Linked DNA regions of Mus musculus: all the other regions are linked to region 1. Evidence: chromatin contacts called from public Hi-C and promoter capture Hi-C data. All regions are on one chromosome and are shown on one strand. Each heading gives the region's core, a stretch centred on a gene start, on an enhancer-like site or on the middle of the called end of the contact. The rest is flanking DNA. Distances are from core to core; before and after follow the strand shown.

Region 1 (6,273 bases), core at 1,560-4,059:
TAAACGTGTGTGCCACCATGTCCACCATTAGTCATTTTAAAATGTACAGTTCGGAAACATTAAAAAACATTCATGCTGCTGTACAACCAATCTTTGGAACTTTTTATTTTGCAAAATCAAAATAGTTTCAAAACTATATACCCTTTAAATAACAATTGCCACCCTCAACCTCAGCTCCCTGCACCCCCCCCCCAGCATTTGTCAGCCTCTACTTTAATCCTGTTCTCTTTGCATTGGCACTGTGGGTCTTATAATTGGGTCCCTGTACTATCTGCTTTATTGTGATTAACTTACTTCACCTAACATCATTCATCTAGTTGTGACACATGGCAATTGCTTTCATTTTAAAGTTTTATTCGTGTGTTTCTGTGTGTGAGAGAGTGTGTGTGTATACAGTTGGGTTTTGACCTCCCTAAAGCATATGCCACCATACCTGGTCTCTTGGCATGATTTGAGCAGTAATCTATTCATTGTCTAATTCTTATAGCTAAGCACTCCTTTTCATTACTTCTCAAAAGTATACTTCACAGCCGGGTGGTGGTAGGTGGTGGCGTACTCCTTTAATCCCAGCACTCGGGAGGCAGAGGCAGCAGATTTCTGAGTTCGAGGCCAACCTGGTCTACACAGTGAGTTCCAGGACAGCCAGGGCTACACAGAGAAACCCTGTTTCAAAAAAAAAAAGTATACTTCATATTAAATGATATCATTATTATTGACATTGTTCTGAGATGGAGTCTTACTCTGCTAGCCTGAGTCAAGCTCTAGCCCTGGCCTCCAGAGGACCTGGAAGGACAGGATGCACTGCCAGGCCTGGGTTAGCAGCAACATCACCATCATCATTGCTTAGAACAGCAATAAATAATGAGATGGCAAATAAGTATACTCAGGATAAATGTGATATTGTAGTGAGATGAGTTCATAATATAAGAAGCAAGAGACAGTCTATAAAATAGTCAAATTATTTAATGTCAAAGTTTCCCATGGCAAATGGAGAGATTAATCCTAACCAAGGAAGCATATCCATACAAGGATTCAGTTTAGGAGGAAAGAAGGAAGGAAGAGGCTTTGAAGGATGGTCATTAGAGCTTTATGAGCTTCTCTGCTTTGTAGAAATCATTTTCAAAGCTTAGCTCAAGTGCTACCTCCACCACGCAGGCCTCCTACCGCATTCACCACCATTCATTAATCAACTCGTTGTTGATGTCTAAACTCTTTGTCTAGACAATGATTTGAAAGACAAACTCTTTTCCAGACTGGAAAGAAAAGCAATTCACTCTGCAAAAGACAATCAACTCTCTCATGAAACCACCCAATTTTACTTTAGATGCACTTAACAGTGAGAATGGAGCTAACCACGGTGTGGTGGTGGTAACTGCCCACGGTACTCTCAAGCAGATAGTATCAAAGGCCAAAAGGATATGGTGCACCATACAACAGATGGAAGTGAAAGTTAAACAAGACGAAGGCAGATTTGGCCTAGTGAAGATTCTGGGGAAAGTGGCTATGTAGTCAATAAGACTTGTGGTCTAAAAGAGAGTTTAGCTCTGCTCTACTCCCCTCACCCCAACCCTGCTCACCCCATCTGCATACTCAGTTTATCTACATTTGCCTTTCACTCTACTCCAAATGCAGTTGGGTGCCTGGAACTTCTCTGTCTCTGGGCCTTTTGCATGTTCCTAATCTCCTTGTCAAGTAGCCCCCATGCAGAAACCCACAGAGCTTACAGCCCTTCTCCATTAAGGGATCTACTTATTTTAATTAATTAATTAATTACCACGTGATATTAGATTATACCTCCCTTTTAATCACTTGGCCGTGGGTCTTTTTACAGCTACTATTATTTTTAAATCCTTATCAACATGATGTGTCTATCATCTTCCATTAGAATAAAGGCTTCATGAAAGAAAGGATTTTTTTTTTAACCGCCAATCTATATAGTCTTGAAGAGTTCCTAGTACTTGGGTAGACTTTCATACATATTTGTTGAATTCAGGGAAGATTTTTACGAGGAAATTGTACACAGAAGTTGAAACAATTTAAGAATTTCCTACAGGGGAACAGGGCATAGCAAACAAGAGTTCAAAACTAAGAAGAATTAAAACCCTCGTGATCTACTCAGGTAACGAGGAATCAAGTGATACAGATAAAGTCTAACGCTCGACCCTCCTCATCAATCACTAATTAAGAAAATGCCCTGCAGGTTTGTCTACAGCCCGATCTTATGGAGGTATTTTCACAACCAAGGTTCCCTCCACTCAGATGACCAGTTTAAGTAACTTAAATAAAACTTTCCGGCCACAGAGTCTCCCTGTATAGCCCAGGCTATCCTGGAACTCACTATGTAGACCAGGGTGACTTGTCTCTGCCTACCAAGTGCCACTATGCCCAATACTAATAATTTTTTAAACAAAGAGAACGCATCCTTTATATATTAAATTTTTCTTTTGTTGGTTGTTAAAATTTCGACGAATTGACAATTGTGGTTCAGTCAAACCCGTGCGGGATGCTGGCCTTCAGGATTTTAAAATAGACTAGTGGAGGGAGAAAGGCAACAGGGACAGAAAAGAACAATGGTGTAGCAAAGGGAACTGGGGAGTGGGAGGAAGGTTGGGGGAAGGGAACTTCAAAGAAGACCAGAAGCCCCAGAGAAAGCCACTCTTGAGAAGCTAAGCTAGAATCCTTGGGGTGGGGCGGGGAGGGGGAGGAGCCAATCGCGCGGCGCTTGCGCAATGAGAGGCCCAGGTGCCCGCCGCCGCGGAAGCGTAACCACCTAGAGACGCCGCGCCGCTTGGGTGCCTGCGGCGCATGCGCAGACGGATCGGTCGCTGACTCTTCAGGGTCGCCGCCTCCACCGAGGTTGGCCCCAGATTTGAGTCTCGCGCTCTTCGTTCGCTTACCGGCGGCTTCCCTCCCATTCTCGCGCCCTGGGACGGCGAGGCTGGAAAAAGGGGTTGAGAGAGCTGTTGGCCGCCGCCTTTAACTTGTGCGTGGGGCGGCCATGTCGGCCGGCGAGGTGGAGCGCCTGGTGGAGCTGAGCGGCGGGACCGGAGGGGATGAGGAGGAAGAGTGGCTGTATGGCGGTACGGAACTTCCTGTCTGTCTCCCCGGTTCTCTCTGGCCTTCCTCCCAGCGTTTCAGGCCCAGGCGTCCGAGGCCTCTCGTATTGGCCCTAACCGGCCTTGGTTAGGCCGAGTGCGGCCTGCTCCCGGCCTTCGCCCGGACCCGCAGGCACTCACCGCGCGGTGGACGCGGGCCAAGGAGGCCGGGCAGCCCTGCGTCGCCCTCCTCCGCACCGCCCGGGCCTCCTCGCTTCTGCGCTCTCTATTCATGCTCTTTATCGATTCTGAGCCGCTTTGGTGTCTCTCTTGCTCAGTGGCTATGGGGTGCCCCTCCTCGTCCCTTTCTTTCAGAAACCGTCATTCTGTAATAGCAGCTAAATAAAGTCAGTGCAATGAAACTAACGTCTTGTTTCTTGATGGTCAGTTTGTATGGGATGCACCTGCAAGGGTACCTCCTTGTCTGAAAGTCGTGCTTTAAAAGTATTAATTAAAAGAAACAGATGAAATACACTGTGGTCCATAAAGAAAACCCTGAATTGTGGCCTGTATTAAGGTGAAGTGTTTTGTTTTTGTTTTTATTTTTTGTTTTTTGCTTTTTAAAGAGCCCTGTATAGTCCACGTCATAGTTGTATCTCGTGACTCTTCCCATAGGCTTGTATTCGGTGTTTTGTGTTTGTGTCCCCAAATTTAATGCGTCATGTACTTTGTTTTTGTAGGGGACATGTCTGATGTCTGAGTTTTAACTTTAAGTCGTAATCCCCCTTGGCTGTTATACCAGATTTGAAAGTATTTTGTTCTTTCCTAGAGCATACATTCTTGACATAAATTTCATAGATTATATAAAAGTGAACGTTAGCGTCTTAAGCAGCCTTTTAGTAATGAAACTCCGATAAACTTGTAAAATTGATTATTTCTTTAGTGGAAAGACAGCATCGGTACTACCCTTAAAATGTGAAATGTGTGGGGTTTCTCTTAGCATGATGTGTAAATCCCCTTGTATTTCTTTCCATAAGAGATGTGTCTTGCTTATGAAGTGATCTAACTTTGGCTATGCTTGTAGGCCCGTGGGACGTGCATGTGCACAGTGACTTGGCAAAGGATCTAGGTTAGTGCTTGTGATCTTCCCTTCAGATTTCTATACTACTTGTTGCTTAAGCTTGGTTTCTTTATTTACTTTATTTTATTTTATTTTATTTGGTAGATGAGAATGAAGTTGAAAGGCCAGAAGAAGAAAATGCCAGGTTGGTGAACTCTCTCCTGTTGATGTCTTACACAGATTGCGATTCTAGCAAGTTGTCTACTGTTTGATCATAATCCTTGGCGAAATTGCATTTTGACCAAAGTTGAAGGACTGTTTCTACTTGTGGACCAATCCTGTCCTGTTTTCTAGTAACGTATAGGACAATTTTTTGAGTTATTAGGTACTTGCCAACTTTTCACTGTAGAGTAACTTTCACCCTTAATTGAGCTTAGAGGTGTACACAACATAGTTGGGTTTTTGTTTTGTTTTGTTTTTCAAGACAACGTTCTCTGTGTAGTGTGCATAGCCCTGGCTGTTCTGGAACTCACCTTGTAGAGCGGGCTGGCAAGAAGATCCACCTGCCTCTGCCTCCCACGTGCTGAGATTAAAGGCAAGAGCAACTTTATCTGGCTGAGTGTAGTTGTTAAATTACTAAGAAAAAAAATAATTTACTGTAAGAATTAAAATAACTAAAAATTGTTGCTTTCATAGTTTGTTAGTGTTTTTATAGTGTCACTTACTTTTGGTATAATTTCTTATTTTTCTTTTCTTTTCTTTTCTCTTCTTTTCTTGGAAACAAGCTCTTACTGACAGGCCTGGAATTCCCTTTGTAGACTAGGCCAGCCTTGAACTCAAAGACATCTGTCTGACTGCCTCCTAGAGTGCTGAGATTAAAGACGCGCCACTATGCTTGGTTTGGCTGTAAACTAGTGCTTTATATTTTAAATTCATAATGGAACTAGTTTTTGAAAGGAAACTATGCTTGCTACTATACCATGAACAGAATGGATGCTATTTTTTTAATGTTGATTTTCTTTGTTATTATACAAAACAGTATTTTACAGAGTGTCCAAGGAACCAGACATTTACTCAGAATGTCACTACATCTAATGCATATAAGTACATGTCGTGTTAGCTTTAGTTTGATCTGGTGACTGTCTGAAATGATGAGGGGAGGAGTGATCTTGAACAGAGCAATTAAGGGCCAGAGAAATGGCCCAGTTGGGGACATTCATGCAGCATAAGATGTGGACATGAATGAATACATTCTAGGAGAGACTTAAGACAGTTAGTACTCACTGTCTACTCTATTGTTGAACTCTAGGTTCAGTGAGAGACTGGAAGAGGGATTTGGAAGATACCTGATGCCTTTGGCTTCCACATGGCTTCCACATGTATTCCCCCCTCTCCCCCCGCCCCAAACACACACATACACACGAAGCATTTAAAGAAGATTTAGGTTTTCAGAGTGGAGGAATTAATGCTTCAGTCCTAGCATGATAGCTCTAATCCAAAAGGCAAATAGCTCTAATGAAGACATGGAGAACCTGGGCTGTTTGTACACTGTTGCTGCTATTATAAAGTGATGTCTCCTTGGGAGCTTCCTCAGATGTTTAAACAGTTATAATGAATTAAGCAGTCCTACTCACTTTAAATTAGAGAAATAAAAACATACATGAACACAAGAATTTGAACATTAGTGTTCTTAGCATCAATCATAGCTGGTCCGTAAAATGGAAACGACCTACCTGTCCACCAAAACAAATTAATAGGTTCATTGCAATGTACCCTTATGGAAGTATTTCCTGGTGGAAGGAAGGAAACTGAGTATTGACTTGCTACAGTATGAGTGAACACGTGACATGTGACATCAGTACATAAAGTTTCCAGAATAAGCAAATCCATAGAGAAGAAAAGGCCAGTATTGTGGGATAGGAGAAAATGGGGATGCCGGGTGATGTATACTTACTTCTTTTGGGAGGCTATCTATGTACACAGTCTAGGATTTCACAACATGATTGTTACACTGTGTACAGAGTCTATCCCTTTAAGTATAGTGTTTAAATGGGTGGATGTGAATTATGTCTTAATGGAGCTTCTAAAATGAACACAGGTGATGGAAATCCATTACAAGTAACTTCCTTTGTATCAGAAGAAAAAGAGATTAAAACATAGGATACATGGAAGTAAGGG
Region 2 (6,273 bases), core at 2,683-5,182, 1.6 Mb after region 1:
TCTGCCAGCTATAGGCTGTAGACATCTTTATTAACCAATGGTTTTTAATTAAGGAGCAAGGTTTGCACAACAAAATCTGGCATACGTGAGAATTCACTCTCGTGAGGCAACTAGACCCTGTTACAACAGACTTTAGCATTACAATACATAGTGACAGACCAAACCTCAACAGTGTGTAGCAATTTTAAGCATCTGTTGTGTAACAGTTCTCTCCACAATCAAACATGCCCTTCTGCAGGAAGCCCCTTAAGTCAGCAGGTAAGCAACTCAAAAGAGCTTCAGGAAGTCCCTGAAACTGACCGAATTCATTAGGCCCCTCCCTACCAGAGTAAGCAATAAAAGGAGAGTTGCCCTCAGACAGAAGGGAGCTGAGCTTAAAGACTCTCTGAGAAGAAGAACTGCAAAGATAACCCTGGCAGCAGCTGCATGGAAGACGAAGAAACCATCACAGCCCCCTACAAAAGGTTTAGAAACTGTTAAGGCCTTTGGACACTCTCCAACGTGTGGAGCTGCCTGCAGGCTCTTCAGTGTGCTCCAAGTTCAAGCTCACAGCTGCGTGAGCTGCCCCTATGCTGGAGTGTACTTTGGTGATGCAGCTGTCTTTGAGTCTTTTTTTTTTTTTTTTTTTTTTGATCTCATGAGTAGCCCCTTACCCATTGTGGTGGTTTAAATAGGTATAGCTTCCATAGATTTACGTGTTTGTATGCTTGGTCCATAGGGAGTGGCACTATTAGGAGGTGTGGCCTTTTTGGAGGTAATGAGTCACTGTGGGGGTGACCTTTGAGGTCTCTTACACTCAAGCCACTCCCAGTGTAGTGCACAGGTTCTCTTTCTGCTGCCTTCAGATCAAGACGTAGAACTCTCAGCTCCCTCTCCAGCACAGTGTCTGCCTGGATGCTGCCATGCTTCCTACCATGATGATAATAGACTGAACCTCTGAAACCCATATTTCTGTAAGTAACTGATAGGTGTTTTTCTCTCTCCGTGATTCAGATATAGGCCAGATTAGATCAGATGAAAGTAGTTAAAGGCAGGTTTATTAGGAGGCAGCATTCAGGTGGGCTCACCGATCTCACAGGTGGAGATATCACCTGTCACATATCACTCAGACTAAAGCCAGAGGGTTTTATAGGGCTTAGGTGAGGAGTAATGGTGTGTCAGCTAGGAGCTGGGATTGTGTCCATACATGATGGCTCATTTAAGGTTTTACGGCTGTAAACAGACACTATGACCAAGGCAAGTCTTATAAAGGACAACATTTAATTGGGGCTGGCTTTCAGGTTCAGAGGTTCAGCCCATTTTCATCCAGGCAGGAGCATGGCAGCATTCAGAAAGGCATGGAGGAGCTGAAAGTTCTACATCTTTACCTGAAGGCTGCTAGCGGATACTGGCTTCCAGGCAGCTAGGTCATGGGTATTAAAGCCCACACCCATAGTGACACACCTACTCTAATAGGGCCACACCTTCTAATAGTGCTACTCCCTAGGCCTAGCACATATAAACCATCACACATGGTCAAAAAGTGAGCCCCTGGGCAGGCATTCTTGAGTGGGGTGCTGGAAACAGGAATATGAAGTGTAAGGGTCCAAGAGTTGCTAAAGGAAAACCCCCAAAGTTAAGTAGTATGAAAAAGCAAAGAGTGTTTATTCTTTGGAAACAAACAGCATTCATTGATCAGCCATTATACACAATGGAGACCCCCGGGGAGAGCATGCAAGCTTCTTCTAAGTGCAGATAGGATAATTCTAGGGATGGTTAGGTCATTTTAAATATGATTGGCTAGGTAAGCAGCAGTTACCTTTTTTATTGGTTGCTGTATTTGTTTTGCCACTTTTGTCAGGCCTTAGATAAATTCCAGGAACTGTCTCAGTCCTGGGGCTGACTGTCTCCCTTAGCCGGATGTCAGGGCAGTTGCTGATTGGTGGCCCATTGTCTGGGGTTTTTCTGAGAAGCCTTGCCTGCTTCCTTGGGAAACTGAGGCTTAAGGCCTAACATGGCTGCCTGTTCTAAAATGGAGTGATTGGGGTCCTCTCAGAGGAGGGATGACATGAGAGTTTGGAGTTTCCTCCATGTGAGTGGGCTCAGGGGGAGGAAGGCAGACCTGTTTCCTAGCTTGGGCAGGGGATGAGCAGGGTTTCCAGCCTAACAACCCCAGAAAACTTCTTAGTTCACGGACTCAGACTGTGGTGGCATCAGTGTGTGTCCATCAGGAGCTTCCTATCTGGGGTCAGTAGATGTGTGTATGTCTCCCCGGGGAAAGCGTTGTCACACAACGGTTTCATTGACTGCTTTCTGTGTGCTCAGTCTCCATAGTTACCTACCAACAGCCACATGGCATTCTGCTGATACGGTGTTAGTGGGAGGCGGGGAGATGGCTCAATTGCTAAGATAAATACTGCTCTTGCTGAGACTCTGTATTAGTAACAATATCTTTTTGTTGTTGCTGTGATACAAAACAATGATCAAGAACAACTTACAGAAGAACGTGTTGGCTCACAGTTCCAGAGGAAGGGCCCGTGTTGTCAGGGGAGGCACGATAGCAGGAGGCTGGAGCAGGAACTCGAATGTCCTGGTTGCTTTTGTTAGTTTTGTCAACTTGACACAGGCCAGAGTTATATAACTGAGGAGAGGAAGCTTAACTATATTATTAATGATTATTGACATGGATGGGCCAGTCACACATACACACACACATACAATCTATAAATAAAAGTATTCTTTTTTTCCCCCACTCTGTAATCTTTTCTTTTTTTTTTTTAAGAGAGAAAATGGGAGTGTACCATAATTTGGCTAAACGCATCAAGGCAGATTTAGGGGTGTAGTCATTTTTCTGTTGAAAGCAAGGCTGTGATAAAGACTTGTATTATAGGGGTACACAATTGGATCCCATTTGCTTCCTCCTTTCTGAGTAGCCTGCATTACTCAAGGACCCGATAGCCTGAAATACCACTAAGCAGCTGTCAACAGGGAACCAGGCCTTCATCTAACACGTGATGGTGTTTTCCACTGATGCCTGAAAGACAGCATCTGAGCCAGATCCGTGGAGGGAGGTTTTTGGAGATTTGCTGTCTCATACCTTGCCTTCCCCCTCACCCCCACTGCCCCATGGACTCGAGCCAATGAGTGCATAAAGGTCTTCCAAATCTTTTCATTCCTAGCCATAAAGGCAGCAGACACAGCTAGTTAAACACTTTGTCCATGGAGCAGATGGGTGAAAAACGTAGGTCCATTGAGGGCATTACTCTGCTTTTCCACTCCAAAATCCAGAGTTTGCCGGAGCAGCTCCAGCCTACAGTTGACAAAGTGTAGAATTCCCTCACCGAGGTCTTTCCAGAGGTCATCCCTGAATTTACAGCGATCCCCATCTGGAGTATGCTAATGAATCTGGTGCTTCTGGTAGACCAGCGTGGTATTAAGATCCTTCGCATCTTGACTCCTGGGGGCCCCCTCTAGGGACCCAGCCAAGAATTCAGCCTGTACTTCAACCAAAATTTCTCTTCACACTTTTTCGCAGCAGTAATCCCGCAGTCAAAGTTTATAGAAACTTACACAGGCTGGTGAGAACCTGACCTCTAGAATAGGATCCCCGAAGCGCCACATGGTGGAAGGAGAGAACCAATTCCCCCCAAGCTGTCTTGGGCTCCCACCCACACCTCTTGGCATAGCTCCACTCCACTTAATAAATAGGTGTAACGTATCTCTACAAGACTTGGACTGTAGCACGTGGTCTCGCATGCTCCTGCAGAACTTCAAGTTGGAGTTGCATCTCGGAATTAGATTAGAGGCAGTACAAGTCTAAAGCGCAGCCTGCTCAAACCAGGTGAGCAGGAGCACAACCCAGCTCCTGAGCGCCTAGCCAGGGGCGGGGCCGCGCGTCCCGCCCAGGAGCCGCGTCACCGCCAAGCGCGCCGCCGAGGCGGGAGGGAGGGAGGGGGTGAGAGAAGGAGGGCGGCGCGGCGGCGCGCATCTGTAGCCGGCTCCCGGGCTATGGCTGGGTGGGCCGGGTTTGAGCTCTCGGCCCTGAACCCCCTGCGGACGCTGTGGCTGGCGCTGGCCGCCGCCTTCCTGTTCGCGCTGCTGCTGCAGCTGGCGCCCGCCAGGCTGCTGCCGAGCTGCGCGCTCTTCCAGGACCTGCTCCGCTACGGGAAGACCAAGCAGTCCGGCTCGCGGCGCCCCGCCGTCTGCAGGGCCTTCGATGTCCCCAAGAGGTAACGTCGGTGGCGGGGCGCGCCCGGCAGGGGGCAACAGAGGCGGCGCAGGCACGTGAGCCAGGGGCTGTCCCCGAGCCGTCCCCGGAAATGACAGAGCATCTCAAGTTGGCCCGGCCCCCAGGGAGCCGCCCTGACTTCTTTACCCCCAGTTTTCCGCTTCCCCTCCCCAGAACTTGAGGTCGTGGAAATTCATGGACTTGGAGGCAAGTTCTTCCTCGATTTCCGCAGTTCTCAGCCCGATCTGTCACAGTCAAGAAAGAAGTCCAGAGTGTGCTCCCCTGGGGCTGTGCAGACATCACTAACCTGCATCTCCACAGGTGCTCTGGCAAACTAGCCCAGTATGCCCTGCCCCAACCCATCCCGGAAGGCTCAGTAACCAAGTTGTGAAATACTAAAATCTTCCGGGGTACATATGGACTCCGCTGAGAATATGTGAGACCCGCCACATGGCTTTCCTTTCCTTTTCTTTCTTTCTTTCTTTTTTTTTTTTTTTTAACTCCACGATGAATTCAGTATGTAGATGGAGAAGTCATCTTAACACAGTATTCTAGATAATAAAGCTGTGTCATTTTTTTTTATGAAATTCATCACGCATTTGCATTTAGAATTGAATTGGAAGGAATGTGATGGGTTCTGACGGATTCATCTAGATTGCTTTAGAAATCTGTAGCCGTTGCCCACCTCTGCAGATGGCGGTGGGGCTATCAACTGGCCCCAGCTATGTCCTGACTGTTGGAGGGGGTCTTTCAGGGGGTTAGTGTGAGAGCAGAGTACCATGTCATTGTGAAGAATGAATGGTAAAGAGATTAAGACCCGGAAGAACTCTTCCTTAGAGGCCCAATTTTAAGACCATCCTACCGTCCTCTTATCCTCGGGTTTGATTGGCCTATATCCCTTATGCTATATAGCAATTTATTTTCTGACTTTTGAGAGAGGTTCTAGTGTCCCCAGAGTTCAAAGCACACTTAAAAATCACTTATACTCAGTCTCTCTGGATGGGACTCCTCAGCTGCTACACTCAAGTCTGCCTTTGTGTGACAGCCAAGAAAGAGGTGGGCCTTCCCTGTATTCATCCCGGTAACACTTGGTACTCTGGGCTTCTTCTAATTCTTAACAGTATTGTGAAATAATTATTCTTTCCTTCTTCCAGAACTCAGAGCAGAACTTCCCAAGGTGTTCAGGTGCTCCGAGGTGACAGGGCCTATTGTTTTTCCCTAAATTGAGTTGGTTTTTGTTTGTTTGTTTTTCCTTCAATACTGGAGAAGGTCCAACAAATCCAGGCCTATAAGGAAAGGCATTTTTAATTGAGACAAAGGTTTAAAAACAAAACAAAACAACCAAAACGGGAATATTTGCATCAAAACATTGTCCTTTGTAATGGCTGCCCCCCCCCCCCCTTTTATATGAAAAGGGGATAACTGGAGTTGACAAGTTTTCATTTCCCTATTTCCAGAGGACCTCCCATGGCATTGTGCTTAGCACATTCATAATGGGGAAATTATAATAATTGAGTTAGAGAGCACTACCACAGCGGAGTTGCTCGTATGTCACATGCTAAGGACTTGAAAGCCTTTCTCCCCTTGATCCTCATGACAGACCTGGGAGGGACCTGCCATCTTCAACATTTTCATCCATGTGTTCACAAATTCAGGCTGGTTGTACAGTGAGTGTGGCGGCTAGCCCTTGCAGCCTGCCTGTCGGTGTAAGATGCCGAACTCCTGACCTCCAGGGTGCCAGGCAAGCTCTTCCACCTTGCAGACCTGAGTCCTGTCTGAAAAGTCCAATGGCAGTGGATTACCCTGGCGGGAGACACTTTGTAACATCTCGGCTAATCCAGATTTTATAGTATTTGGTAACCTTAGCTAAAGTGCTTCCGACTTAAACATTTTTGAATAGTTTCTCCTTTTGCAAAATGTAATGACATCGCCAGGAATGAAAATAAAAATTAAGTTGGTGACTTCCACACTTACAAACAGGCAGCGCAGAACCCCGTTTCTGCACATAGGGTAGTATTTAGGTCCTTTCGCTGGTAATTATTTCTCCTAAGGAAGCAAGAATAAAA
Region 3 (6,273 bases), core at 1,830-4,329, 1.4 Mb before region 1:
TGTTGCTCATGGTTTTCACCTGCGGGGTCTAAACCACACGTCTACACCACACCCAGCGCACCGTCTACAGCACTTGGTAACAGCTTGCTCCCTCCGTCACCAAAACAGAGCCAGCCAAGCCGCTCTTGAGTGGGAGGGAGGGTGGAGGCATCCACAGCCCGGACACTACTCCGAACTTACATGACACTAGCCAGCGAAAAGAGGATATTTTGAAAATTGTTACACTGTGTGCTTATTGTGTGTGTGAGGGAGGGTGTGTGTGTCACAGGTCATTGCACTCATGTGGAGGTCAGGGGACAATCCACGAGAGTCAGTTCTCTCCTTTGACCTTGCAGGTTCTAGGTAATGACCTCAGGTTATCAGGCTTGGACCTTTCACCCACTGAGCCCTCTCTGAGTTCTTCAAGACAGGGTTTCTCTGTGTAGCCCTGGCTGTCATGGACCGCTCTCTAGATAGACCAGGCTGGCCTCAAACTCACAGAGATCCACATGCCTCTGCCTAGTGCTGAGATTAAAGGCGTGCATGGCCACCGCCACCCATCTGACTAGTTCCAATTTACTATCATTTCACAGGGGAGAAGGGGCTTTGGAGCATGAGACCCTGTCCTAGTTTCTCAGAACTTGCCATTGGTAATCTTATTTCCCCCAGAACCAAGAATCTCGATGCACCCCGTTCTCCTCTAAGTTCCACAAGGACCCTTAACACAGCGTTTACCACATCAGACTTTCCGGTTGGATTTTTCAACTTTTTTTACAGTGAAAGGGCTAAAAAGAGAGGCTCACCACTTTGACAGAGAAACAGCTACCAGGGCTTTGTTGTAACTCCTTCTTTGTTCTTTTATTTATTCAACTTTAGTCCGTCGTCCTCCTGAAAGTTTCTTTGGCTACTAATACAGAGCGTCTCTCCCAAGCTTTAACCAGCTCTTCTGGGTTTGTTTACTGAGATTTAGTCCTGGCTTTACCACCATAAAAACTTCCACGCTTGAGACAGAGTGTTAGCATCTCCTGGCACACATAGTCCTACATACCAAATTTACTGTTAGTCACACCACCATGGCTATACATATCTTACACATTAACTTGGGGGAAAAAAAAAAAAACCTGGCATCTTTATAATATAAAAAGTCCTTGGAGCCAGCAATGCTACACAGCTTTAATCCCCACATCCAGAGACCGAGACAGTCAGACAGATACATATCTCTGTGAGTCTGAGGCCAGGTTGGTCTACACAGTGAGCTCCAGGAAAGGAACTTTATAGTGAAACCACCCCTCCTTTTTTTTTTTTCTTAAAAAAAAAAAAAAAAAAGGAGAGACTGAGGATGAAGGAAAGACTAACCATAACCAGTGACTGGCCCAACTCAGACCCATCCTATGGGTGGCCAAACCCTGACACTATTACTGACGTTAGGTTATGCTTGCAGACAGGAAGCATGGCTGTCCTCTGAGAGGCTCTACCGGTAGCCGACTTAGATACAGATCCTTACAGCCAACCATTGGACTGAGGCCAGGGACCCCTATGGAAGAGTTAAGGGAAGCATTGAAAGAGCTGAAGGGGATGGCAACCCCATAGGAAGACCAACAGTGTCAACTAACCCAGATTCCTGGGCGCTCCCAGAGACTAAGTCACCAACCAAAGAGCACACACAGCCTGGTCTGTGGCCCTGGGCACATACGTAGCAGAGAGGACTGCCTTGTCCGGCCTCAGTGGGAGAGGGTGAACCTAATCCTGTAGAGACTTGATGCACACTGGGAAGGGCGCTGGGGGGAGGCAACCTCTCAGAGGCAAAGGGGAGGAGGGATGATGAGAACAACTCTGGGAAGGGGGACTAGGAGAGGGGAACATTTGGAATGTAAATAAATAAAATAATTAACGGAAATTAATTAATTAATTAATTAAAGTCCATATTCAGAAGCTGGTATGTTCCCCGCTAAGAACATGCATCCATAGCTTATTAATTCTAACCCCTCAATACTCTGCTTCTATCGTGTGTGAATGAAATCATTTTCCCCTTACTAGTTAGTTCAGTGTTTCTCTTCTCATTCAGCCATAACAGATAGCAAAACTAAAACCTGCGCTTGTTCTACCAACAGCCGTTTCGAAAATGTTTATTTATCCTCATCTAAACTATTCCCACCAAAAACAGTTTCTAAACATAGAAGCCCTGGGGCAGCTCTGGCGTGTGATCCATGTTTTTCACCTGAAGTCTACCACAGAAAGATTCTATAGACTAAAGCTCGAGGAAGACGAGGAAGACAACCCCCACTAAGACGACCCCCACTACTTACTCTGCTAGAGGCTTCCAGTTACAATGCTCTTGACTCCGACCTCGGAAGCTCGGCTCAGAAACCATTCTAAACCCCGGAGATAAGGCAGTATTTAATGAAGATGCTGGAGGTTGGGTTGGGGAAGGTGATCATGAGGCCCCACAGTTAGCAGACAGCCCTGGGCAGGTGATGCTGGGGCAGTGAGAGGCAATTCTCTTTGGGGCGTGGCTCTTGGGGAGTTGCCAATGCTCTAGTGGCTGGCACCACACCCACGTGTGTAGGAACAGCACTGAACAGATTCAGGCGGTATTAACAAGAAAAGAGAAAGGCATGGATTTGGAAAGGGTCTGGGATAAAAGCTGAGGCAGGAGGACTGTAAGCTCACTGTCTGCGCCACACAGTAAGCCCTGATCTCAAATAAAGTAAACGTGGGAAATTTACAGCTCGGACAGAAAAGCAGTGCATGCCACAGTCCAGTTAAGCAGGGTGTGGTCGCTAGACCCAACGAAGGCACCGAGAAGCCACTGGTTTACAAGGCCACTGACCAACACGAGCTTAGAAATGCAGCACTGCAAATTTGTTTCAAGGACTTTCCTGGGTAGAGTGCTTTTCAAAACAGAGCCGGGGAGAGGGGGTGCCCTCCACAAATGCCCTGTAAAATGTTCCAAGGCTGCTATGGCTGTGGTTTCAGCAGGCCCAGGTACAGCTGGTACTGACAGTAGAACTTGGCACCACCCACATGATGGTGGCTGAGCGGGCACTTGGAATGCAAAAGTTACAGTTACCCTAGCAGCTTCCACCAAGATTCCGAAGGACAGTCTGAGAGGGTCAAAGAGTGAGCAGTAAGACCCTTCACCTAGTGCACAGCAGGGCAGACTGCCAAGTCTTGATAGTGCAAGGATGCACAGATGTTGGCATAGAACAACACCTACTACGGGAAGCTGCAGACAACCTGAGAAACCTGTCCAAGAGATAAGCCCTACGCAATGAGTGAGGCCCGTGAGACAGGGCAAACCAGACCCTTGGGAACCATTCCCCAGAACGGGCCCCAGGTCCTCCATGAGGAGCTTTGGGATTTAATGCTTGCTCTGCTGCCTATCTAGCCTTGCCTGGGGCCAGCCCCTCTTAACCATTTTCTTCCTATTGCTGGCTTCTGAAATAGCTCATTCTGTGCCTGCCCAGACATGTAACTTAGCAATATATATTTCAGTTTGATTTGGAAGGGGGGGGGGCAGGAGATGAGGGTTGATTTTGCCTTCAGCTTCAGAAGAGACCATGAATTTGGACTTTAGGGAAATGTTGGAACACAGTTTTCACTGTGACATAGATTAGAAACCTCTGGGGCTGGGATCGGAAGGCTACAGCTTAGATGTTAAGTGTGTTATGGGTTTGGTTCAAAGGGTGGCACGATTGAGGGGTGGCACAGTGGCTGAACCAGAAGCACTCCCTAGGGAACCGTGGGTCTCTGACTACTCCCTCCCTCTTCCTTTCTAGGTTTCTGCTTTACCATGTGACTCCAACAGAGGCCTAGAAACAGTGGGCTAATCCAGCCACGCTCTAGGAACCATAACAAACCCTTTCTCTTTATAAGAAATTGGCTCAGGCATTACGATGAAAAGCTGTGTAACACAGGCTTTGAGGCATAAAACCGATTTCTATTAAATGTAGAAACAAAATGAAGACACTGATTTCTGCTTCATTATTCTACACCACTCTGGAGGCTACCTGCAATATAAGTATGCAACAATATGGGAAATTTGTCCAGGCAACAGTGGAGCACCCTTTAATCCCAGCACTCGGGAGGCAGAGGCAGGCTAATATCTGTGAGTTCAAGGCCAGCCTGGTCTACAGAGCGAGTATCAGGATAGCCAGGGCTACACCGAGAAACTCTGTCTTAAAAAATGAGAGGGAGTGGTTGTACAAGCCTGCAATCCCACCAACAATGGAGGAGTGTTCCTCTTTCTCCACATCCTCGCCAGCATCTGCTGTCACCTGACTCTAGCTGCATATGTATGGAAAGAGAGGCCCATTGGACACGCAGACTTTGTGTGCCCCGGTACAGGGGAACGCCAGGGCCAAAGGGGGGGAGTGGGTGGGTAGGGGAGTGGGGGTGGGTGGGTAAGGGGGACTTTTGGTATAGCATTGGAAATGTAAATGAGCTAAATACCTAATAAAAAATGGAAAAAAAAATGAGAGGGAGAGAGAGAGAGAATTGAATCATTCTTATAAATATTTGAAAAACTAGATGGAACTTTCTATACTATAATTATCAAGAAATAAGGATAGTTTTTTTTTTTTAATCTTCCATTTACAAATAGAAAATTAAGTGGAGAACAAGTTAGAGTTTATGTTTTAACCCTGCCTGGCTGTGTCTGGGATTCATCCCATACACACGCCACCCTCAGTCTTGGTCAGAGAAACATCTTCAGGAGCAAACTGTGGTTATGACAACGCCACCTAACAAGTCAAGACGCTAAGGATAAGAGACCAGGAGTCTCAGCCATAAACATGACGCTGTACCGAGGCTCAGGGAACACCCCGGAAAGAAGAGGCAGAAAGGAGGAGCAGGCGGATGCAGGGATGCTGAGAAGTGGCGCCTTCTGCGTGTGATGTGACCATTGTGCTCATGAACGCACAGCAGTCATGGTTCCCTGTACAGGCTCAAGCTGGTCACGCTGGGGAGGGGGTGGGGAGAGAGGTCGCAAGCCCCACTCCTAACTGAACAGCTGCAGACAGCTGTTGGCTGCTGGGGATGGGGTGGGGTGTCACACCTTTGGGTGGGTTGTGTGTGCCCCATGGATGATGTCACGCTATTGCAGGGACTGGGAGCCCTGACTGGACTTGGGCTATGTTTTCAAAAATGAAGGGGACGTGGAGCTGGGAGGAAGACATGGTGGGGAAGGCCAGGGGTGACTGAGAGGCAGTAGAGTTGATAGGATCAAGATGCATTATATACATGAATGGAATTCTCAATAAGTAAAAAATACCATACACCTCTTTTAAAAACTCATAGAACTTATAAGGCATCACACGGAAACCACAAGGATTTCTCAAAGCACATAAAAGCACTGGACACACGGAAAGACATATCTTAGATAAGATGATTTAACAGAAGTGCCAATAACCCACAAAATTAACATATTAGCATCATTTAAATTAAATTTTCTACATTTCTGTCTAGGTGATATTGGGGAAAACTATTAGTGTCTAGAGGAACAAATTTCCCAGACATGCCATGGATGTTAGGTTCTTAAAAATGCAAAGAATAGCCAGGGATTCTTATATATAATAATAGCAGCTCACACCTTCAATTCCAGTATTTGGGAGGCAGAGGAAGCAGATATCTGTGAGTTCAAGGCCACCCTGGTCTACATAGTGAGTTCCAGGGCAGCCAGGGGAACATAGACTCTACTTGAAAAAACAAAACATTAATATTTTCTAAATCTGATAACACTATATTATAATAAAATACAGCAATAAAATATCCTACAGATCTATATTCAAAAACTAAAGTACAAATGGACATGAAGTTTAAAATTAATTTCTCAAAGCTTTAAGAGCTTTTGTGTATAATCCAGGCAAGAAAGGACTAACAAGGAAGGAAAAAAAATCCAAACTATTTATTTTAAAAAGAACAACATCTGGACTCACAAGAGGGCTGAGCAGGTGAAGGCTCACTCCCTCAGGTCTGATTCCTGGGACCCACAGGGACAGGAAGGGAGAGAGAGGCAACGCCTGGCAGCCATCGTTTGAGGTGCACATTCCTACACACACCAACGAACACATAAAATGTAATGAAAACAACTTCAAAATTGCATCTGACCACACAAGCCACTTACAATACTTACGGTAAGCAATACCACAAACAAGAAAGGGAAAATTTGGAAAAAATGCTTTTATGTATGTGTGTATATATATATATGAGAATGACAGACAATTTAAAGCATTCGGTGATCTAATTTGAAAGTAGTAAGAAAAAGCAGCGCTGTGGAGAAGCAGCAGGTGGCCA
Region 4 (6,273 bases), core at 1,149-3,648, 1.3 Mb before region 1:
ACATAATGCATAGGCATTTCAAAGGTAAGCACTCCTGAACACTTTCTCCTTGTGTGATCTTCTTTAAAGTTTAGAAAGTCTCTTGTCTAAATATGCCACTAAATAAGGAAGTAAAAACGGGAAATTTTAAATTTGTTCTAAACACCTCCTTCCTATAATAAGCAAGGAAGACTATGCCCACCAGGTACTTGCCTGATATTGTTAACACAGGAGAATTAAAATAATAAGGTGGAACAAAAATGGATATTATCAAGGGAATTCTCTCTCAAGTATCAATGTCTCAAGTTGGACTTGTTTCCCAAATATAGTTTCTGTGTTATTATTGTTGAGATTGGGAACGTTCAGCATTCACTCAAGAGTTCTTAGACAGTAGCTTAAAGATAAACAAATTTTAAAATCTGCATTGCCTTAAAGGAAGGAAAAAACCCACCCGGGCCAGGTGTCTCAACAAAATTCATTCTTGCAAAGTACAAAATACTGTAACAGAGCACAAGGCAACCAGGATCAGCGGCTACATTTGAAAATAAGAAACAAAAATAAGACCAAAGAATCATAGGCCGGATGCTACTTCCTTGATAAGGCTGCAGCTTGCCGCCTCCAAGCGCTCTACAAACCATTGCTCAAGAAACTGTCAAAATGAAGGCTTATGAAAACATTCTTTTCTAAATAAGGACTCCAACAAGGGATGTGTTGTTTCTAGCTATGATTTCTGCTGCAAGTATTGACAAGTTCAACACCGGCAGAATGTTCACAGTGCAAAGACCTCTTATTTGATTCACCAATAGCAAGAGTGCCTGCCTGCAAGTAGTTACAATGCCTGCATTCAGTAGGGGAGATCAACTTTATGGAAGGCACCTGCTAGGCGGAACAGCAGTTTATAAAACCAACTTTTATTTCCATCAAAAGTTGTTCATTGTTCCCCCCCCCCCCCAATCCTACAGACCCTTCTACCCTCCTCGAAGAGCTTCTGTCGTGGAGTCCCGGTAATACTTTCCCTAGTTCAAAGGTTAAAGCACATTTAGTTCTGTCTGAAGCTCTAGCCCCTCAGCCATTCCCCCACCCGTTTATTTATTCTTTTATTAACACAGCAACCTGGGACTTATATCCTCGAAAGTCTACAAGCAAAGCGATTGTAGGTAATGAGGAACAAAGCTGGACTAGTAGTAAAGCATTCAGGCCCCAGATCGCCTTAGATATCGGCCTCTGCAGACGCAAGAAACGAGGCTCGGCCGGGCCGGGAGAACCTGCCGCCCGGAAGCAACAACTCCCATTAGAAGGCAAAGAAAAGTTGCACGGCTGAGCTCCGGACCGCGAGGAGCCAGCGCCGGTGTCTGCGAAGCCGGTGGCCCGGGCTGCACAGGCCCGGCGGCGGGCGGTGACTTTGGCGTCCGCCGGGCCGACCCCGGCTCCGGAAAGGCGCGGGTCCGGGGGTGCGCCGTCGCTTCAGGCGGAGTGGGCTCTGCGCCCAGGTCCGCACCCCTCCCAGCACCGCAAGCAGTGGGCGGAGAGACGCGGCGGAGGATCGCGGACAATGCCCGGCCGGGCCGGCAACCTCGGCGCGCAGCGCGAGCCCGCCGCCTCTCCTCCCGAGGCCGCCTGCCGGCACCTTCAGCCGGGTCGGATGATCAACCCAGCAGTAGCGCCTGCCGCCACCGCCCCGCCGCCCGCTTCCTCGCCGGGCGGTTCCCGGGTCGCGGTGAACCCGCGGCGTGCGAACCAAGCCGGCGCGCCGAGCGGCGCAGGGAGCGCGCTCAGGGCAGCCGGGCGCGCGGGAAGAGCGGAGCGAGCGTGGAGACGACGGCGCGCGACCAGGGCAGCCGGGAGCGCGGGGAGAGCCGGGCACGGGCCGGGAAGGAGGCGCGCAGCAGAGCGGGGCGCGCGGTGCTCCCCCACGGGTCTGCCGCAGCTCCGACGGGCTTTCGGTTGACCCCGGCTCAGTACCGCGCCCGCGTCCGTTAGGAGCCTCCCCAGTCGGCGCCGCAGCCGCCCATCCCGGTCCGCCTCCCTCGCGGCTCGCAGCAAGAAGGGCAGCCGGGCCAGGGCCGGGGACCCGGGATCCCACGGCCGACGGTCGGCGGGCATCCCGGATCCTACGGCCGACGGTCGGCGGGCATCCCGGATCCTGCCCCCGCGCTGGAAGAGAAAGTGAAATGAAGCGCCTTTCCCCAAACAGCACCTACCAGGTCCCCAGTCCCGTGCAGCTGCCTCGTTCCTCCAGCGCCGCCGGTCCCCGCCCTCGGGCCCCAGGCTCCGTTCTCTTTGACAATGGCGCGTCCCCTTTAAGGAATAATCCGATCGGGACCGATTCGTGGTTAAACCTCCCTCCGACTCTGATTTTAACCGGATTTCTGTCTCTCCCAGAGCCCGACGGGCGCCCGGCAGTGCTGCGAGCTCTGCCCACCCCTTCTCTGCCCCGCCCACCCACTCGCCTTCCTGATTGGCGAAGGATACTACACCAGGAACAGCGGTCCTCGCCCTCCACTGGCCGGCCTCCCCGCCGCTCAGAGTTTCCCCACCTTCGCCCCGCCCCCTCCCCCGGGTTGGACCTACCTCTAATCACTCTCGGTCCTCGCCTCCAACGTTGCTTTGGAGAACTGGCAGTCACGGCTCACCCTCCCGCCTCCGGAAAGCTAACTTTATTTTTATTGGTAGAAAGACATCTTCCTGTGCACCTGATTGGGTAAGAAAAGGCAAGTCTGCACGCCCCTTACCTTTTATCACTCTCCCTGGACGGCTGAAAGACAGTCGTAAAGTCTTCCCTATTTTGGCACCCTCAAAGCCTCTGTACCTTTAAATGTTGGTAGAGGTCGAGCACAAACAACCTATACTGAGGAAGGCGGGAAAGAGAGGTGGAAAGGATGCAAAAATCTTCAGATAAAAAGCACACCACAGCAGCTGCGGGATCCTGAGAGCCCAATCCTATTTCGTGAATGGAGTGAGAACACCTGAAATCCTAATACTGGCTCCTGAGAATTAATCAAGTTCACACTCCCTGTCTACTCTGCTCACATCCTTGACTTCCTGGCTTTACGCACCCGGAAGAATTAACGAAGGTGTCTTCAAACCCAGGGGTTTCCTTGTTTATCTTGCAATAGGACGTTCAGAAAAGCGTTAAGTTCTTCCCATTAGAAGTTCCGTTTAGGTCACGTCCTGTGTGTCATACTGGCATTTGCGCGGGACTATGCTATTTTTTATTATTTTTAAAAATTGTTTGGAAAGATTAAACATATATTCCTCTTTGCTGATATTCTCAAAGTTCCTCTTGTTACAAATGTGGACACCAGAGGGCTAGTCTTTGAAGGACAGTGGCACCTTTCCGGGGAAAGCACATCTACCCAAAGGAAGAGGGAGAAGTCTCGCCAGGAGAAACCTGAGTGGCAGAACCCTGCTCATTAAAGGAGAGGAATCCTGCGACAACCTCGGGATCTGCATTAACTTAGCACCAGGTTCCTACCCCAGATATAGGAAACGAAGGTTATTTCCAAAAAACCTGAGTGTGGTTATGGCTTTCGGACCCGCCAAGAAATAGTAAGGAACAGGTTAAGTGTTCTCTCTATTTTCTATGGTCTTTGATACTTTTGACGATCCTTTGACGACGTCAGAGGATCCCTACAGGTGCAGCAGTCACCTCCAGTAGTGCCAAGAAAGTGGCTGTGCCCAATGCCGCCCTAGACCAGACCAGCTTAGAGAGAGGGAAATAAGCATAGACAGTTGAGAGATAAGGCTTTTTTCCTGAACTCAGAGAGCCATTATTATCGAGGAGCAGTAAGAGAGGCGGGACTTGATTGGTGTTTGCAGGTCCTTCCTTTTAAATTGTTTGTACATTTTTGCAGCAGTGGGAATGAATTTAGGGACTCATGCATTCAAGGTAAGTCCTCTACCAGTGAGCTAAAGTCTCAGCCCCTCACGATTGTCACACGCTGAGACAAGAGATGGGAACCTAGCTGTTTTATAAGGCCTTCACAAATACAAGCACCCAATTACGGCCTTTAACTAAGCCCCCTTTCCAACCTACTCCTCCAGATACAGTCATCCCTCTTTCCCATATCTGCAAGGGAATTTCTTCAAAGACCCCCCACCCCAGGGATACCCTAATCTTCCGTTATTCAGGTCTCCTATAAAATCACATGCCATTGACATGTAGCATGCAGAGTCCTCTACATATTGAAAATAAACGCTGGAGTGTCTCTAATAGCTAACACAATGTCAGTGCTATGGGACTCACTATTGTACTGGATCACTGAGAGAATGATGACCAATAACATCTATGCATGTCCAATGCAGACGTGATCAGGGTGGGACTTGCTACATAGTGCACGCCAACAATAATTTAAATCCCTCGTCCTCCCAATATTTTCCATCCATGCTGACTAAATCTGAATGAAGACAAGGAACCTGAACTTGTATGACTTCACACTTGTACTCACTTATACCTGTACATGTGCGCAGTCAACTGTATGTCTGTGTAACCATCCTTAGACGTGTAGGCACATATGTGTTCTTTTTCAGGATGCTCATTTATTGCTTATACACTTGCCTTTTGGGTGTGTGTTGGGTTTTTCCTTGGCTCTGTTTTGTTTCTCAGTGCCAGGGGTGGAATTCAGAGCCTTGTGCACGTTAAATACACACCCTGCTGCTTAGTTATAATCCTAGCTCTTCGATAAGCTTTGAGGCGTCTTCTGGCTTCTAGTCATCCACGAGACTATAGTAGAAAAGACTGTTGTAATACTCAGGAGAGAGGCACCTGGTGTAAGTGTATACACAGCTGTAGCTTTTGTGTGGATCTCGGTAAAGTTTTTCAGCTCAGTCTAAGCCCCTGCTTTATGAGGTCCAGCTAACCGTGCTCTGCTCTGCCCCAGCACCCGGGGCTCGTGGCCTCAGAAGGCCGGCCGTAATTACTTGTAGGCTCTCTTTTTCTTTAACTGACTGTGGCAAGTTTATCACCTTTCACACAGAGTTATTTTAAGATTGTTCTGCGCTTATCCATGACAGACCTATTCAGCCCATTTCAGCCCACACACATGGCATGGAGGCTGGTATTGAACTCACTATATGGCTGTAGATTTCCTAGCACTCCCCGTCCTCCTACCTCCATCGCACCACATGTTGGGATTACAGGCATATACCACCATGCCTTCCTAGGAAGAGTGGTTTTTAATGTTCTATAGCACAATTGGGTACATACAGTTGACAAACAAACAAACCAGTCAATGGAATACTTCAGGATAGGTAGTCGAATTTATGCTCTCAACAGTTAAGAAATGATACTTGTGTCGGGAGGAGACAGAAACACCAATCACCCTAGGTGGATCTTAATATATTAAACGCAGCTGAAAAATAAGTGTATTTGCTATCTTTAAGTTTAAAATTAAAATGCATATTTTGAAAATAGCACAAGAACAAAACTTCTGGGAAGATTCCTTGGTTTCTTAGAGAAGGCCCAGGTCTCCCACTTTCCGAGTTTAAATGTGTTTTCCCGTTAACTAGCTGACATCCACTGAGAGCAGCACTGAAACCAGCACTTACCAGTTTACAGTCCAGCCTGTTCTACTGACTGAGACATAAAAGGCCCCGCACTGGACTTCCTAGATGGATTTCCAATTCCATCCTGCTTACAATACTGTAGGGGTGTAGACATGTACTGGGTATCATCTAAGCACTTGGACAAAACAAAGAAGCCCCTTCATAACCTGACTCCAGGCCTCCTCTCAAGTTTCTTCCTGATCATTCCTCCTTGACAGTCAAGCCTCAGTGCCTGTAGCCATATGGTGTCCTCTGTGAGTCTCACCTTCCCTCCTTTCCTTCCTGGAGGACTTTCCTAGCCATCCATCGAGTGGCTGGCCCAGGACAGGGCTTTGCTTTCCTTATGAGGCCCTCCCTGATTTATTCTTGGTGCGACTTTCTTACCACGTGGGTACTGTCCTAATGACAGGCCTCACACTGAAGACAGAAGCGAGACGCTTCTCTTCTGTCTCTTTCACCATCCTTGTTTGCTCTGGAAGAGCAAGGCCACACGTGTGTGACTTTGCTTCCACACCATTTACTGTGCTAGCTGGCCTCACAAAAGGCTTTCTGGGAGTGCACAGGAAACTGAAATGATGAGGGAGAAAAGTCAGCTCACAAGTGAAATCCAGTCTAGGCCTGAGTAGCATTCTAAGAGCATTGCAATTTCATGATATTCTGTTGTAAATCTATCTTCGGTGCCAAGGTGTTACCCAGGCTGTCCTCCTACACCCTTTATTTCATACACTTGTAAAATATTCAAAGAAAATA
Region 5 (6,273 bases), core at 1,924-4,423, 1.2 Mb before region 1:
TCTGTCCAACGTCTGGGTGAGCGCACAGAACCTTGTAGGTTGACTGGGATACGGTCATGAAGTACCTGTCTACCTTCTATTTCCTCCCTCACCTTCTCCTCCCGCCATTTTCAATCCCTTCTCTTTGCCTGCAGTTTATGTTTGTGAACAAAGCCAAGTCTGTACAGGTTTATAAAACAAAAGCTACCCTTCACTGAGTTCTCATATTTTCCCTTAACTACCATTTAGATATGCCTTCTTCAAAGAGCTAAACTTCTGGAAAGACTAATCAATACTTTTCCACACATTGGCACTGGCTGTTCTTTTCCTAGTACATTATAATCTGGATTTATTTTGCCCTACCCTATAATCTAGATTTGAATGAAATAATACTTGGAAACGTTATAAATAACCTTACTGATGCAGTTAGTAGCTGACTCACAGTCCTTATGAACATTTGGTTTGACCACATTCTCCTTTCGGGGATAGTCTTTGACTCTGGCTTCTATGACATTGCATTTTTTTGAACAATACAGACCTCCTAGCCTCATTAGTAGGCAAATAAAAACCAGATTTTGCATTAGTATAGAGCTCTCACTCAAAAGGACTTCTAATTCTTTTCTTTCTCTCCTTTCTTTCTTGCTTTCTTCCTTTCTTTCTCCCAGAAAAAGAACACAAAATGCATAATTTGCCAAAAGCATGTAAATAGTAGACCTCTGTCTTGTAATTGCATAGTCTATGAACTTTATAGTGATTTCTTTCTAATGATTTCTAAGAACTGATAAGGCAAAATACTTACCCTCATAGAACACAACTGCAGATACATTGAATAATTGTTATTTTTAAACGATGAAGAATATAGAGAAAAACACCCAAAGTCAAGCTCTGGCCTCTAAACATGTATGTACAGGTAAGTGTGCCCTTCCACATACATAGGCAGGACACACACACACACACACACACACACACACACACACACAAGTGCAACAATAATAATTGCAATTTTAAATCTTAAAAATCCATCCAGCACTGAGGAGATGACTTAGCAAGTCACACAAGTCTTTTTTGTTTGTTTGTTTTGTTTTGTTTTTTGTTTTTTCCAGTCAGGGTTTCTCATGTAACCCTGGCTGTCCTAGAACTCACTCTGTAGACTAGGGTGGCCTTGACCTCAGAAATCCACCTGCCTCTGCCTCCCAAGTGCTGGGATCAAAGTTGTGCGCCACCACTGCCTGGCAGTCACACAAGTCTTACAGCCTGAGTTTGATCCCCTGATCCCAAGGTGGAAAGAGAGAACCAACCCTGGAAAAATCTCCTTTGACCTCCACAGAGTGCTGTAACACACACACACTAATACAAATTAAAATTAAAAAAAGAGTGCAGCTAAAAAGGGAAACTTTGATGTCACTGAAGTCAAGAAGAAATTCATTAGATTGCTTGAATTTTTATGAATTAAGGAATACTCTGACATATTCCTTTAATAATGGTTTCACAGTAATGTCTAACAGGCTAACAGGGCTGGTGCTATACCTTGGAAACTAAGGACACTTACTGTCCTTCAGATTATCTGGGTTCAATTTCCTACACCCTCATCAGGTAGCTTACATCTGCCCGTAACTCCAGTTCCTGTACCTGTGGGGGTATACATGGTACACATAGACTCATGCAGCCACACACAGAAATAAAAATAAATAAATACTTAAAAACAAATAAAGTGACTTCTGAAAAACAAAAGTAATATCTAACAGGTAAAGCTGGGCTGATACCGCCTTGGCTATTTGCTCAATGAAGATATTTGAAAGAGTGCTTGTTAAAGACTCTTCCAGGGATGTCTCTATTCCTCTCAAAGAACAATGGCAAATGGAAGGAATAATTCCATCAAGTCATGCTTGGTGAACTAATGAGCTTAATTAAAGTTACTTTCCAAATCATGGGCAGCTTGCCAGCTATGCCTCTTAATACATCTTTCTCCCAAGCATATATGCTCAATTTTGTACCTTTGAGAAAAGGATGTGCCTCTGAGCTCTTGACTCTTCAGGAGGGCATGTTCGTGGAAGCAATCTTTTGAGGGTCTCCAGTGGGTACACCACAGCTGCTCTGATCACAAGGATGGAACCCAAGGCTTTCACAGCTGAGCTTAAAGTTCCGTGATTTCTGGTGATCCCCACGTTCCTGGTGCCATAGCAAGGGTCTAAGATGGTTAACAAATCCTATCGCCTTTCTCCATTGGATGGGCATCAGCTTCCAGGAAGGCTTTGGAGCTCACCCAAGTTATGTTTGAGTTCGTCCTTAGTGTGGGGTTCAGGAGCCATAGAGGTCTAGCCATGACTCCGGATTCATGTTTTACATGACTTTCTCTCTTAAATAAGCATACAGACAAGTTCGTGGATGCCATAGAACCAGTGAAAAACATATGAAATGAGGAATGGTGGGAAGTCTGACAATTATAGGAGTTCATAACTTCGTGGGCTGGAGCTATCAGAGGTATCAACGATATACTTTCAGGACTTGGTTCAGTATACGCACTCAGTAAACATGCCTAGGATCAGTGTAAGAAATGAATAGTTGGTGGTTAGGAGTGGCAGCCTGAGCTCTGACGAAAAGTTGGTCTCCTAGCATTAAAATATAGTCTCCTGGTAATACAGCCCCAGAGCCTAAACTCCTTTTCAGACTTGTTTTAACCCAAAACTGTGAAACACACATTATTTCTGTTATTCAGATGAGTAAATTCTGAGTCTCCGAGTTGGAGTGTATCCTGACTCTAGTGTTAGAATCAATCGGACACTAGACTGGAGGTTCTGACAGTTAACTTAAGAGTTCACGCTTAAAATTCACTACCTAGCCTAGAGGCTTAAAGCATAAGAAAATTTCTGTAAATCTTAAAATTAGGGAAGTCCAAGGAAAGTCATGGGATAAGGAGGGGACTTGAGGATGGAGGGGTTCCAAAATGTCCCTACTGGCTTGTCACTGAACAGTCTCTGGGGTATGTCACAAGAGCATCGAACCTAGAGGCAGAGCTGAGCTGCAGGCCTTAACTCGCGCAGCCGCAGTGCAGCTCTGGAGCGCCGCGGCCTGGGGCGGGGTGGGGGGCGGTGAAAGGGGCGGGACTAGTTGGACGGGGCGTGATCGACATCCGTGAGTATTGAGAAACTGGCCCGCCGCTGTTTCCCAGCGCTGTCCTGACGTCATTTCCCGTCAAGGGTACTGCTTCCGGGTGTCGGCCTGCTGGCGCTCGTGTGTGGGTGACATCTTGGCGATCGCTTGGAAGCTGCCCTCTTTCCCCTCCCCGCTTCCCGCGTTGTCCGCTGTGCCTGTCTCTGGGGTCCTCTCCCGGCCTCTACCCCGGGTCCTGCTCCCAGCGTTGCCGCCTCCATCGTGAGGTGGGTGTGGTGGCGCGGCTTTCCGCCAGTCTCCCACCCTCGCCCGCAGCCGCCATTTTCCTGCCCGGAGGTGTCCGGTCGCACTGCGGGCCTGGGCTCTGCTGCAGCGCCGGTGACTCGGGCACCGGGAGACCTGCATGGAGGGGTGGGGAAAGCCGCGATGGCCGAGGTGGGGTGGCAGGTCAGGGACAGGAGTGCTGGCGTCCGCGGCTACTGCCTCGCTTGAGCCTTGTTCTTTATGATTACAGCTTTGAGCTGTAGTGATCAGACAGGTCGCACTGCCCTCCAGCCTCCCTGGGGACGAGATTTTCTTTCTTTCTTTTTTTTTTTTTTTCTTTTTTGGTAGGGTTTTGCAGTTTGAGAAGCTTCCTCTGAATGCTTCATCTGTCCAAGAGTTCAGTTTACCTTTTCTGAAACCTTTTTCTTTGAAGGGATATAGGTATGCAATAGGTGATGATTTTAGTGACTAAACGAATTACAGAAAGGTGCTTTGCTGTTGGCATCCAGTAAGTCATACTGCGATGCGTTTGTTTCAGCGAAGACGTACTCCTTATTTTGTCTGAAATGCTGAGGTCTAAGTTTAAAGGAAGGCGAAAGAATATATTTGCTCTTGGATTTTAAAATTTATTTAAGATGTTTGAAGATTACTTGGGCTGGTACAGGGAAGTTTGCCATTAGCGTAGCTACCTGCAGAAAATGTGACGTCATTATTTTTTGACTGCTGAGTTAGGGGATACAATGCAGTTTCGTTTTAATTGGAAACCTAGAAGTGACTTGAGGTTTTTCCCTAATCATTTGGATATGGTTGTAGTTTTTGTTTTGTTTTTGAGTCAAGGTACAGAATAATGTGAAATAACATAACCTAGCCTTAGAAGGGAATTTTTTTCCATTGTTTTGATGTACCCGTTTTTCAATCAAAGGGTCGAATGTGAATAATTAGTTCAGATATGTTTATGACCCTTTTTCATTCAGTTATTTTTTTATGTCAGGTAGTTGAAATGTAAAAGTCGGGGCCTGAAGAGATAACTCAGCAGGTAAGAGCACTGGCCCTTGCAGAGTTTCCAGTACCCACATGTCCTATCACAGTATCACAACCATCTGGAACTCCCAGTTCCTGGGGATCAGGTGTCATCTGATCTCAGGCACCAGGCATGTTAGTGTATACAAGCAAAGCACCATGCACGTAAAATACAACTAACTGTAAAAATGTTTAATGTTCAGTAAATATTTGTTGATTTACAGGTAGACTGGTTAGGGGGGTTTATTCTGATACTTTGTAATATTTGGATATAAATGTTTCTGATACAGGAACTATGAATGGGAGGGCTGATTTTCGAGAACCGAATGCACAAGTGTCAAGACCTATTCCCGGTAACTTTTTAAAAAATATTTATTTATTTATTATATGTAAGTATACTGTAGCTGTCTTCAGACACACCAGAAGAGGGCATCAGATCTCATTATGGGTGGTTGTGAGCCACCATGTGGTTTCTGGGATTTGAACTCAGAACCTTTGGAAGAGCAGTCAGTGCTCTTAACTGCTGAGCCATCTCTCCAGCCCCTCCTGGTAACTTCCATATTAAGTATTTATAATTTGTAACACTTTCTGGGTAAGGACATTTTATTTGCCTGAGTAACAGAAATCGGGCTGGTCTTATGGGTGTGACATAGTCACACACGCAGCTTAAATATTCTCTTGTTACTGTCTCTAAATTTCTTATTATCTGAACAGGGGTGGGGGTTTGTTTTACATATTTTCATTTAGCACCGTGTCTTGCCTGTCTGACTAGTGGGTAGTAAGAATAAATTCTGTAGGAAGTCAAAATTGATTTTAAAAATAAGTGACAAGCCAGTTGTCTTAGTTTTATTTTTTAAATGTTCTTGTTATTAGTAGACAAAGCTAACTTTTTAGGCTTTTGAGAAAATGACTTCCAATCTTTCTTTAAAAGACATAGGAGGCGGTTATATTCCGACAGAGGAGGAGTGGAGACTCTTTGCAGAGTGCCATGAAGAGTGCTTCTGGTTCAGATGTGAGTTATCCTGTCTAAGAACTGTTTTAAAGAATGTTCTTGGGTGGTTCTGTGGTACCTGTGTATGTGCATGTGCAGAGGGAAGAAGGCAGTGAGAAATGGTCTCTCTGTGTAGCCTTGGCTGTGCTCGAACTCGATCTGTAGACCAGGCTGGCCTCAGCTCACAGAGATCCTTTGCCTCTTGAATGTTGGGATTAAAGGCGTGCGTCTCCACCAACACCTGGTCCATCTTTCTCACTGAACCTGGAGTTTCCATCATTTGGCTAAATTGGCCAGCCATGAGCCCGCAGGATCTTCCGTCTCTGCCTCCTTAGATGTGTATTGGTGATCAGAACTCAGAGCCTAGTGTTTGCAGTTCATGCACATTACCACTGAGCCATCGCTCCAGCTCTGGCTCATCATTTTTTCTAATTAGCATAATTCCATCCAAAACCTTCACTTACAAACTTGACCTAAATGCATGTTTGAAAGTATAATTTATAGACTATATTGGGACACTTTTGGGATATTGTGGTTATTACTAATAGAGATTAAGGAAATTGTCAGTAGTAATAGCATGAAAATAGGTTAGTAAAGTTCTCTCCCTTTAGAGATGAAGGAACTAAGACTTAGAGGTGTTAAATGTGTCTACTTGTGTTACGCGGTAGCTGGTAAGTCACTGTTGTTTCTCCAAGTCAGGTGTGTCTGAGTCACAGGCTTGGTTGGGGTTTTAACTCTTACATTTAATGACTGCTGTAACAACTGGTGCCTTTGTTGCCTTTCCCTATAGTGAGGAGTTATTAGACTATCAACTCTCGCTTTCTGACTACAGATCTTATGATTAGGATAATGATGTTGTTTGTCTATTGTAGACCTGGCTGGCCTGGAACTCACTTTGTAGACCAGGC

The links. Promoter capture Hi-C pulls out the DNA fragments that hold promoters and counts their contacts. A called contact is a pair of places that touch in the nucleus more often than the background predicts. Capture Hi-C pulls out chosen DNA fragments and counts their contacts.
Region 2: a contact with region 1 is called in a promoter capture Hi-C map of pre-B cells, with 2.8 times the contacts expected there. The contact joins the promoter of Srd5a3 here to the promoter of Fip1l1 in region 1. A contact is called at or near these places in 2 of 39 promoter capture datasets (liver and pre-B cells), 1 of 484 Hi-C or Micro-C datasets (CD4 T cells), 2 of 115 datasets of contacts at active chromatin or transcription factors (astrocytes and pro-B cells) and 3 of 9 other capture datasets (adipose tissue, liver and macrophages).
Region 3: a Hi-C map of B cells shows a contact between it and region 1, with 5 read pairs. The contact joins the promoter of 1700071G01Rik here to the promoter of Fip1l1 in region 1. A contact is called at or near these places in 1 of 39 promoter capture datasets (liver) and 1 of 484 Hi-C or Micro-C datasets (B cells).
Region 4: a contact with region 1 is called in a Hi-C map of B cells, with 5 read pairs. The contact joins the promoter of Fryl here to the promoter of Fip1l1 in region 1. A contact is called at or near these places in 3 of 39 promoter capture datasets (hippocampal neurons, liver and pre-B cells), 1 of 484 Hi-C or Micro-C datasets (B cells) and 1 of 115 datasets of contacts at active chromatin or transcription factors (cardiomyocytes).
Region 5: a promoter capture Hi-C map of liver shows a contact between it and region 1, with 2.1 times the contacts expected there. The contact joins the promoter of Ociad1 here to the promoter of Fip1l1 in region 1. A contact is called at or near these places in 3 of 39 promoter capture datasets (liver, neutrophils and pre-B cells), 3 of 484 Hi-C or Micro-C datasets (CD4 T cells, embryonic stem cells and neutrophils), 1 of 115 datasets of contacts at active chromatin or transcription factors (thymic regulatory T cells) and 1 of 9 other capture datasets (liver).

The regions. Positions count from the first base shown.
Region 1 is chr5:74,532,682-74,538,954 of GRCm38.p6, forward strand. It overlaps Fip1l1 (FIP1 like 1 (S. cerevisiae)), which reads left to right and starts at 2,810. Exons shown (of 18, transcript NM_001159573.2): 1 at 2,810-3,080; 2 at 4,120-4,164; 3 at 4,261-4,300. The coding sequence starts at 2,999.
Region 2 is chr5:76,136,341-76,142,613 of GRCm38.p6, forward strand. It overlaps Srd5a3 (steroid 5 alpha-reductase 3), which reads left to right and starts at 3,933. Exons shown (of 6, transcript NM_020611.4): 1 at 3,933-4,208. The coding sequence starts at 3,988.
Region 3 is chr5:73,153,939-73,160,211 of GRCm38.p6, forward strand. It overlaps 1700071G01Rik (a long non-coding RNA gene), which reads left to right and starts at 3,080. Exons shown (of 2, transcript XR_377011.4): 1 at 3,080-3,254; 2 at 3,759-3,940. The region is part of intron 3 of Fryl (FRY like transcription coactivator); the gene reads right to left.
Region 4 is chr5:73,254,220-73,260,492 of GRCm38.p6, forward strand. It overlaps Fryl (FRY like transcription coactivator), which reads right to left and starts at 2,399. Exons shown (of 63, transcript NM_028194.2): 1 at 2,181-2,399.
Region 5 is chr5:73,289,621-73,295,893 of GRCm38.p6, forward strand. It overlaps Ociad1 (OCIA domain containing 1), which reads left to right and starts at 3,174. Exons shown (of 9, transcript NM_023429.4): 1 at 3,174-3,356; 2 at 4,665-4,727; 3 at 5,306-5,386. The coding sequence starts at 4,670.